Regions from separate parts of the Sus scrofa genome. Here all the other regions are linked to region 2. Evidence: chromatin contacts called from public Hi-C and HiChIP or PLAC-seq data. All regions are on one chromosome and are shown on one strand. Each heading gives the region's core, a stretch centred on a gene start, on an enhancer-like site or on the middle of the called end of the contact. The rest is flanking DNA. Distances are from core to core; before and after follow the strand shown. Region 1 holds the start of LOC110259834 (proline-rich protein 36-like). Region 2 holds the start of LOC110259833 (kinesin-like protein KIF19). Region 3 holds the start of TTYH3 (protein tweety homolog 3).

Region 1 (2,851 bases), core at 92-2,591, 160 kb after region 2:
CTCACCTGTGCCAGACCAAGCGTCGCGGGGGCCTCTGGGCAGACCCACCATCTCTGCCCCCCACCCCCGCTCTCCCACAGCACCCCACTTCCTCTCTGCTTCAGAGACCTGCCACCCCAGCCCCCGTTTGAATTGTTCTTCTCTGAAGGCGTCCAGGTCACCAAATGGCCGGTCATTTCCTAGTCCTCGTGGAACCCGGCCATCAGCAGCATCCGCTGGGGTCCCTCATCCCACGACACTGTCACAGCTCCCAGGACACCCACTGTCCTGGGCTTCCTCTGGCCTCCCTGGTCACCCCTCCACCTCTTAAATGCCAGATTGGAGGCCCCCAGCCCGGTCCTTGGCCCTGCCATCTCCTCGTCCACACTCACTCGCTGGGAGATGTCACCCAGGCTTGTGGCTTTCAACACAGGTCCAAGCCAGACTCCACCCGACAGTCTCCACCCAGTGCTCTCCCAGAATCCCAGACGCGTTCATCCCGCCACCTCTCCTGTCGGCTGCACCCCACAGGCCTACAAGGCCTTGTGCTCGCCTGGCTACAAGACTGAAGGAAGCCTGGAGTCAGCGACACATACGGCAGTGGTTTAATGGATGGGGGAGCTTACATGTCTGCAGCAACGTCCTGGAGCGACGAACCACCGCGGGCGTGGGCAGGACAGGGCAGTGGCAGTGCTCTGCTCCAGAGAGGAAGGGGAGCCTGCCAGTCATAGGCGGAATTGACTTCAGGTTAGCGCGCTAGTTAGCAGAGAAACCAGCAAGGCACGCCCCTCACAGCCCGCTGATAAAAACAATCAGCAGCTGGGGCCTGCGCAGGTCTGCAGGTAGGTCAGTCCTGAGCGCGGGTACAGGTGAAGCAGGTACAGGTCGGGCAGCGGATGTAGAGAGAGCAAGAGAACAGCCATCTTGAGTGGCCTGACCATACATCTCCAAACCTTCCCTGGGTTATTTCACGAACACCTCGGGCTCCACATCTCCAACACTGGACCTTCCCCAATCCTGTGTCTTTGTGACAATACCTCCCCGTCAACTGCTCAACCCAAAGCCCCTGCCTACACGCAGTCTGCCAGGAAGTCCTGCTGGTGTCACTTTCCCAAGCCCAGTCCCTTTTCACTGGCCTGGGCCACCCTCGGCTCTCACCTGCATCACTTCTGCCCTTGCTCCTGTCTTGACTCAGCAGGCAGGGCCATCCTTTAAAGTGAGTGTTAGGTCACTTCAGTCTGCTCAGACCCTCCGTGGCCTAACCCTGAGTCAAGGTCAAAGTCCTTACAAGGCCTACAAGCCCTTGGCAGTCCCCACCCGCTGCTTCATTTCTTTTTCTTTTTTTTTTTTTGTCTTTTTGCTATTTCTTGGGCCGCTCCCGCGGCATATGGAGGTTCCCAGGCTAGGGGTCCAATCGGAGCTGTAGCCACCAGCCTACGCCAGAGCCACAGCAACGCAGGATCCGAGCCGCGTCTGCAACCTACACCACAGCTCATGGTAACGCTGGATTGTTAACCCACTGAGCAAGGGCAGGGATCGAACCCGCAACCTCATGGTTCCTAGTCGGATTCGTTAACCACTGCGCCACGACGGGAACTCCCGCTGCTTCATTTCTAACCACTCTCCCCTTGATGCTTCCGCTCCGGTCACCTTCACCTCCCTGCTTGGACATGCTGGGCGTGTAGCTGCCTCAGGGCCTTTGCTCACTCTGCCTGGAATGCTTTTCTCAGATAGTCTCCAGATCTTCCCACAGTACGCAGAATAATGGCCCCCAAAGATGTCCAAGGGCTAATCCCTGGGATCTATGACTTTGTCGCCTTAGGGGGCAAAAGGATTTTGCAGGTCTGAGAAAATTAAGGCTCTCAAGATGGGAAGAACATCCTGGATGATCTAGGTAGGCCCGATGCTCAGAGAGGTCCTTTAAAGAGGGAGGCAGGGAGTTCCCGTCGTGGCGCAGTGGTTAACGAATCCGACTGGGAACCATGAGGTTTCGGGTTCCATCCCTGCCCTTGCTCAGTGGGTTAAGGATCTAGCGTTGCTGTGAGCTGTGGTGAAGGTTGCAGACACAGCTCGGATCCCCCCATTGCTGTGGCTCTGGCGTAGGCCAGTGGCTACAGCTCCGATTCGACCCCTAGCCTGGGAACCTCCATATGCCGTGGGAGTGGCCCAAGAAATGGCAAAAAAGACCGGAAAAAACAAAACAAAACAAAACAAAAAAACCAGTTAAAAAAAAGAGGGAGGCAGGAGGGCCAGGGTCAGAACAAAAATGACCTAAAGGTGCTGCGTTGCTGGCCAGGAGGATGCAGGAAGGGGCCGTTAGCCAAGGAGTGTGGCAGCCTCGAGAGGCAGGACGCCACTGTGCCTGCCCTGATATGCAGGCAGGAAGCTGGGGCCTCAGAGGGCCAGGGTCTTTGCCTCTTGGCCCCTGGCTCTCATTCCAAGCCTGGGGCTCGCTCGCCTTTTTTGGCTCCTAGGCCCAAAGGTCCCCAGTTCACTCTCTTCCCCCCATGGCACCACGGCAGCACAGAGCCCCAAACGTCTCCACCCCTGGGTGCTCAGCGTCTCCCCTTCAGAGCTTACGTATCCTGGGCCCCCTTCCTCAGAAGCCAGTCAAATCTGAACCACTGGGCCAGGCTGCTGGCGTGTGCCCAGTGCCCCTGCAATGCCACGGGAGCCTGGTTGTCCTCAGCGGGGACTCACAGCCCCCTCCCCACCTGTGCACCCCGCATGGGAGAACATGCCTCCTCCAACTCGCCGCCTTCAGGTCTCCCTGGGTGGTGAGTGGTAGGCCTCCCCCTCCCTAGGGTGATGTGCTGGGTTCCGTGGCCTCGGACAACACAGCCCCTTCCCGACGGGAACACCTGGGAGCGCC
Region 2 (2,883 bases), core at 77-2,576:
CGTGTCCTTTAAACTTGAGTGTGCCAGGACCTAGATTTTCTAATTCCAGGGCAGCAAGAAGGAAAAGGCACACGGTTCTGTCACATCAACAGGTTTTTAAAAGAGCTTTCAAAACAGCAACTTTCACTGTCTTGAGCTGGCTGGTTGTAACTTCACAGAGGGCGTAAAATAAAGGGATTTCTGAAGCACTTGCGCTGGCGTTCCCTCTTCCTCTGTAGCGCCGCCTTTCCCAGGGCTGGCCCTTTGTAGAGGAATTTCCTGACCCAGACTGTGGGGCACCGGAGGGGGCAGAGCGTCCCAGTGTGGTGGCGAGAGCAGTGGTGGCGCTGGGCCCTGGCGGCCCACGCAGGCCTGGTCTCCGTCGTGTCTCCACAGGGGTCGGGATGTGAGGGCCTTGCCCTCTTGTTAGAACTGGGTGACAGGCTCTCCAGCAGGTTCCTGGTGGGTCAGAGGCCGGGCCTGCATGGGGCAGGGTGTGGACATGAGCGGGGTACCCTGCCCCGCAGCCCGGAAGTCCTAGAGCCCAGCGTTGACCTGGACACCAAGGACGAGAATGGGCAGGACCAGCACAGCCCTGCCCACAGGCAGCCAAGTGACCGTGGCTGGTGGGTCCCTCTGCGGGGCTGGCCCCGCTGGGGAGCCATCGTGACCCCCACCTGGGGCCCAGCCCTGCCGGTACGCGTGGCCTCTGGTTCCTTGCACTCTGTGGTTTGGGTCACTGAGTTGGATTCCTCCCCTCAGAGCTTCGTGAATCCACACCGCGGTGTGTATCGAGGTGCAGCAACAGTTCGCTGCATTTGCACCGTCTCTGGCCCTGACGGGAGCAGCGCTGCTGTCGCCTGGCACACGGTGAGCTGGGTGACCTGGCAATGCAGCCCGCGCGGTTCAGCGGTTCGCGGCGCAGGGACTTCCCTGGAGGCCGCAGTGGAACAGCTGAGCGCAGCGTTTAAGCAGTAAATACACCCGGCGGGTCATGGGAGCCGGGCCCAGGTGTGGCGGAGACAAAAGACCTGCAGGGCATTTCAAGGTTGCTTTAAAAATGCCCTAGGAAATGACTCCGTTTCGAGAAGCAGTCCTAGGAAATCAGCTCATTAAATGTTAGCTGGTGGCATCTGTCCCTCTTGGGTGGGCCACTCCCCTGCCAAGCCTGGAGCAGGTCTCAGGCAGGCTCGGCCTGCGGTTGCCGTGGCGTTAGACTGGGGGCCCACCCCAACCGCCTGGGCAGTCCCTGAGTTGCTGAGACACTGAAGGACTAGCTGGGCTCCTGGGGCCCCGCTGATGTCACCGGGGCGGGGCGGGGCGGGGCTGACGTGTGGACAGGCCTCCCGCCGGGAGAGCGGGGAGCCAGGAAGGAGCTCTCTGGCCAGCCACGCCCTCCGGCCCGGCTGCGGACCCTCCCGGCCCGGGGCAGCCCTGCCCTGAGGGAGATGGAGCCCAAGGACCAGCCGCTCACGGTGAGCATCCTCCTCGTGTGCCGGCTCCGCCGGGCTGCGTGTCCCGGGGCTGCCGCCTCCCCGCCCTGGCCTCCTGACCCACTGCACCCCACGCCTGCGTGTCACAGGTCAGGCGGGTCTCCTGTTGGCCTGGGTCCCTGTCCAGGGCCCAGCCCCGCTCCGCTGAGCCTTCCCTCAAGGGGCCCTAGGGCCCTCCTGCCCTCTGAATCTCACTCCCCAGGGAGCTTGGGGCCTGGACCACGATCCCCGGCCAGGATGAATGGAACCCCCACTCCAGCCCAATCAAGGCCCCCCGAGGCCTGAGCAGACCCTTCTCCGGGGTGACATGGGATGGGCTGAGGCCAAAGACTTGCCCGTACGGTGGGCTGGGTACAGAGAGCCCGTCCGGAGGAACTTTCTCCACCTCACAGACGGGACAGCAGGGCCCAAAAGCGTAGCGCTGGATTTCAGGGGCAGCTCACCCATGACCAAGGTGGACTGGAGGCTGGGGCAGCGTGGTCCCAGAGGGCCCCTCGGAGAGGGGGCAGGTGGGAAGCAGAGTGCAGGGATTTCCTACTTGAAAAAGCAGCTTTTGCTCAGAAATGCTCACAGCCTGCAAGAAGGTTTGGGTTCCTCGGGCAGTGGGCAAAAAAGCCGGCGAGGTGGTGAGATGCCTTAGCAGCTGTGTGACCTTAGGCAAATGACTTCGCCTCTCTGTGCTGAAGTCTCTCCCTTCAGACCGAGGAGGGTCACTTGACCACAGTGCTCTTCTTGTTCCTGAGGCTGCGTAAGGAAGTTAGCACCTGGGGGGCCCGGGGATCAGGGGCCTTGACTATCTCACCAGGAGTGGAAGGCTCGTGGGAGGTCGGGCCGGGGTCTCTGCGCTAGAAGGAGGGGGAGCTCCCTCCCCAGCCCGGAAGGCAGCTGCCGCGGTGTCCTGCCCACAGGTGGCGCTTCGGATCCGCCCGCTCAATGACGCGGAACTGGAGGAAGGGGCCACTGTCATCGCCCACAAGATGGGGGACCAGGTGAGGCGGTGTCTCGGGGTCACGGAGTTGCTCGCCCGCAAGTGCTCGCCTCCCTCCCTTCCTTCCAGAAAAATTAACATCGTGCTCAAGGCACGTTCCAGACGCCGGGATGGAGCCGAGAGGGGATCCAGGGCCCCGGCCCCAGCCCTGGCCCCGCTCCCTTCCTAGTGTGGGGTCGGGGGTGGGTGGGGAGGACATCAAACAAGAGACGAAAGTGTGCTGCTGGGAGTTGAGGCACAGAGGGGAATAAAGCGGACCGAGGCGGTTGCAAAGCGCCTCTGATGAGACGTTTGAGCTCACAGAGAGGAGGTGGGAGAGGTGGGGTCTCCAGGGGGAGGAGGTGCCCTAAAGCGGAAGTCGGGGTGTCCGCTTGAGGACCAGCTTCTCGCAGCCAGGACGGGGTCTGAGGGGCCAGAGTGGCT
Region 3 (2,933 bases), core at 411-2,910, 190 kb after region 2:
TGGGCTTCTAGAACATGGGTGTCTGGTTTTATAAGAATCCGGCTGTCCCTGGGCGTGCCTGGGCCCATCCCCTGCCCCCTCTATAATCTGCTTAGAAACAGAGCAGCGGGCAGCCTGTGAGGGCAGGCTCCCCTGCAGAGCTGGGGTGCCTCAGGACCTCCTCTTCCAGATAAGGGAGGCCCCGAAGGCCAGAACCCTGAATTGGTGAGGGGTGACACAGTCCATGGATACTGGACCCCAGGCCATCTTACGAGCAAAGCTGTCCCCACCCACGACCACCCACCCCAGGGCTCTGTGTTCATCACCAGAGAGAAACCCAGGGGTGTTCTAGGTGACAGGGCAGCCCAGGCATGGGGCTTCTGGAATCCAGATCCCCAGGCAGGACGGAAATGCCCACAGCCTGGTCCCCTGCCCTATACTCCAATGGCTGTGGCTCAGGGACAGGGGTGGCCCTGAGGCTTGGCATGACCCCAGACCTAGGGCTCCGCTGGGAGACCCCGGTCACTTGGGGAGATGACGGTGAGGGGTTGGTACCGCCCCCAGCCCTGCCCAGGCTCAGCCCCTCTCCAGCCTTCCAGACTGAGGCCCATCTTGCGGCCACAGGGCCGGGCCTCCGTCCCTCAGGGCTACAGCCCGCCAGGTCTCTGGGCAGGCACCGTGTGTACATCCCACAGCCTGGCTGCCCAGGAGGGAGTCAGTACCAGCCAAGGCGGGCTGGCATGTACCCAGACCACTCACCCCCAAAAGCACGGCAGTGAGTGGGATTCCCCGGCTGGGGGTGAAGAGCAAGGGATCCCCTCCTGGCTGCACCCAGTGCGCTCAGGCACTAGCGGTGGTCTCAGAGCCCTGGAGTTCTCTGGGTGGGGGGCTCTGCCCGGCGCAACACTCCAAGAGCTGCCCCTGGTTAGGGGCCCTGGCAGGCACTGACAGGTGGCAGAGGGGCTCCATGGAGGGGAGTGACGTGGCCCCTCCTAACCCCAGAGAGGAGGGTCTCAGTGACTCCAGAGAAGGCTAGCATGTGCAGAAGAGCTGTGGGCCCTCCATGGGGTGGGGGTCCTTCAACTGTCCAGCAGGGGAGACTCCTGACCCAGGAGATTCTCCGGAAGGAGGGCTGTGACCCACGAGGAGGAGTGGGCAGTAATCCTCAATGCAGGGTGGGGTCTTTAAATCCTCCAGGAGGAGGGCCCCCACCCTCGGGGAGGAGGGTTCAAGACCCACGGAGGAAGAGGGGGCTGGGAGTCTTTAGACCTTGAGGAAAGAGGGGGCCGTGTTCCTGGTCAGGGGGATCGTGAGCCGCCGGGAGGGGGGCCCCGACCCTCGGAATGGAGGGGCTGTGACCCGGGATCTGACCCCCAACCCAGGGGGCCCGTGTTACCTGCTGGTAGTCCGTGTCCTCGGGCCGGAACTGGCTGCTGGTGGTCTCCCAGTGCAGGTCGAAGTGGGGCAGCCGGTGCAGGAGGCTCACCCACCAGGGCGCCGAGTAGCTGACCCCGGCCATGGCGGGCCGGCCGCTGGGGCGCGCGGCCGCCGCAGGGCTCCCTGGCTGGCCTGGGGCGCGGGGATCAGGGGCCCGCCGACCCCGGCCTGGCGGCCCGCATCGCCCGCGCGCTCCTGGGCCTGGCCCGGCCCGGCTCGGCCCGGCTCGGCCCGGCTCGGCTGCACTCGGCTCCGCTCGGCCGCCCGCGCCCGCCGCCTCTTTGTTCGCCGCCGCGGCCGCCGCCGCCGCCGCCGCCTCCGCGCGCCCCCGCCCACCGCCCGTCGTCCCGCCCCAGCGTCGTCATTGGCGAGTCGCTCTCCGGCTCCGCCCTTCGCACCTCGTCCCCGCCCCCGCTCCTCCATTGGCATCCTGGGAGAAGCTCCGCCCACCAAGGCCCCTCCTCGCCCCGCCGTGGGGCGCCGGGAGGGAAGGCTGGGAGGGCCCGCGAGCTCCTCCGCCGTTTCCAACGCAGATAGGCCGAGGGTCGGAAGCCTGCCTGCACCTGGGCGCGCGCTCTTTGGTTCTACCGTTGCACGTTCCCTGAGCTTCTGCGGGGACTGCCTGGAGGGGCTGCGCTGCGCTGCCCGCCCCCCGACCCCGCCTGTAGGCACGGCTCACACTTAGACCGCAGCGCCCCGCAAGGGACCCAGTGGCCTGTCTGTAGAATAAGGGTGATTCGAAGGCAGAGCCTGGCTTGGTGACCCAGAGGTTTGTGGTCCTGAGCTCTGAGCACCAGTGTCCGCACCTGTAAAGCGCTCAGAACGTCGGAGTGTGACCCAGTACAAGTGGGGGTGGAAGGTGGGGATCAATTTCCGTTTCTCCGCAGCCTTTGTGGAATGTTGCGTCTTTTGTCAAGACCTAGGAGAGAGACTGTGCTCTCTCCTGGCATCCTCGGGCCTGGAAATCCAGGCAGCTGCCAGAGAGGGCCGAGCGTGTACTTCGAAGCCACAGAGCCGCACTTCCTAGTGGAATATCCTCATGGCTCTTATAGGGATGGGGACTCCCCACCCCCACGACAGACAGGGGAGGCTGGAAACCCGCTGGTGCCTGGCCTCAGCACACTCCTCTCTACACAGCCCAGGGGCAATAGAGGCATCCTCTTGGCTCTAGCTTGGTATCGCCGTGGGCCATTGTTTCTGGGCCTCCTGCACTCTGAGAAACAGGTTTCCACACCCAGGGCTCTGGTGTCTGCCATGCTTGGGCTCAGCCAGCTCTGTGGCTGGGCTGGGTTCTTGCAGGCAGGGACAGCGCTGGGCCATGGCCTTCCAAGCCTGTCCATCTGCTCATCCGACTGCCCTCATTTGCCCAGTTTCCTGTGATACGTCCACGGAACCCCAGTGAGCCTCCTGCAAAGAGGCAACCACAGGACACGTGGGAAAAGTGGCCTCTGCATTGCTGTGGTTTCCACTTCCGGGTGATTCGGACACCGTCCAGTTGAGGGCTAACAGCCGGGCAG

What was found. Hi-C and Micro-C count contacts between places; a contact is called where the count stands out from the background. HiChIP or PLAC-seq counts read pairs in DNA pulled down with a chosen protein or histone mark.
Region 1: a contact with region 2 is called in a Hi-C map of epiblast stem cells, with 2.2 times the contacts expected there. The contact joins the promoter of LOC110259834 here to the promoter of LOC110259833 in region 2. A contact is called at or near these places in 5 of 47 Hi-C or Micro-C datasets (embryonic fibroblasts, epiblast stem cells, fetal skeletal muscle and 1 more).
Region 3: a contact with region 2 is called in an H3K27ac HiChIP or PLAC-seq map of alveolar macrophages. The contact joins the promoter of TTYH3 here to the promoter of LOC110259833 in region 2. A contact is called at or near these places in 1 of 47 Hi-C or Micro-C datasets (embryonic fibroblasts) and 1 of 2 datasets of contacts at active chromatin or transcription factors (alveolar macrophages).

What each region holds. Positions count from the first base shown.
Region 1 is chr3:1,822,995-1,825,845 of Sscrofa11.1, forward strand. It overlaps LOC110259834 (proline-rich protein 36-like), which reads right to left and starts at 1,342. Exons shown (of 2, transcript XM_021086002.1): 1 at 1,138-1,342; 2 at 1-832.
Region 2 is chr3:1,665,909-1,668,791 of Sscrofa11.1, forward strand. It overlaps LOC110259833 (kinesin-like protein KIF19), which reads left to right and starts at 1,327. Exons shown (of 11, transcript XM_021085993.1): 1 at 1,327-1,454; 2 at 2,381-2,461. The coding sequence starts at 1,428. EIF3B (a long non-coding RNA gene) reads left to right here. Exons shown (of 19, transcript XR_002342196.1): 19 at 1-188.
Region 3 is chr3:1,851,860-1,854,792 of Sscrofa11.1, forward strand. TTYH3 (protein tweety homolog 3) reads right to left here and starts at 1,661. Exons shown (of 14, transcript XM_021085989.1): 1 at 1,376-1,661. The coding sequence starts at 1,498.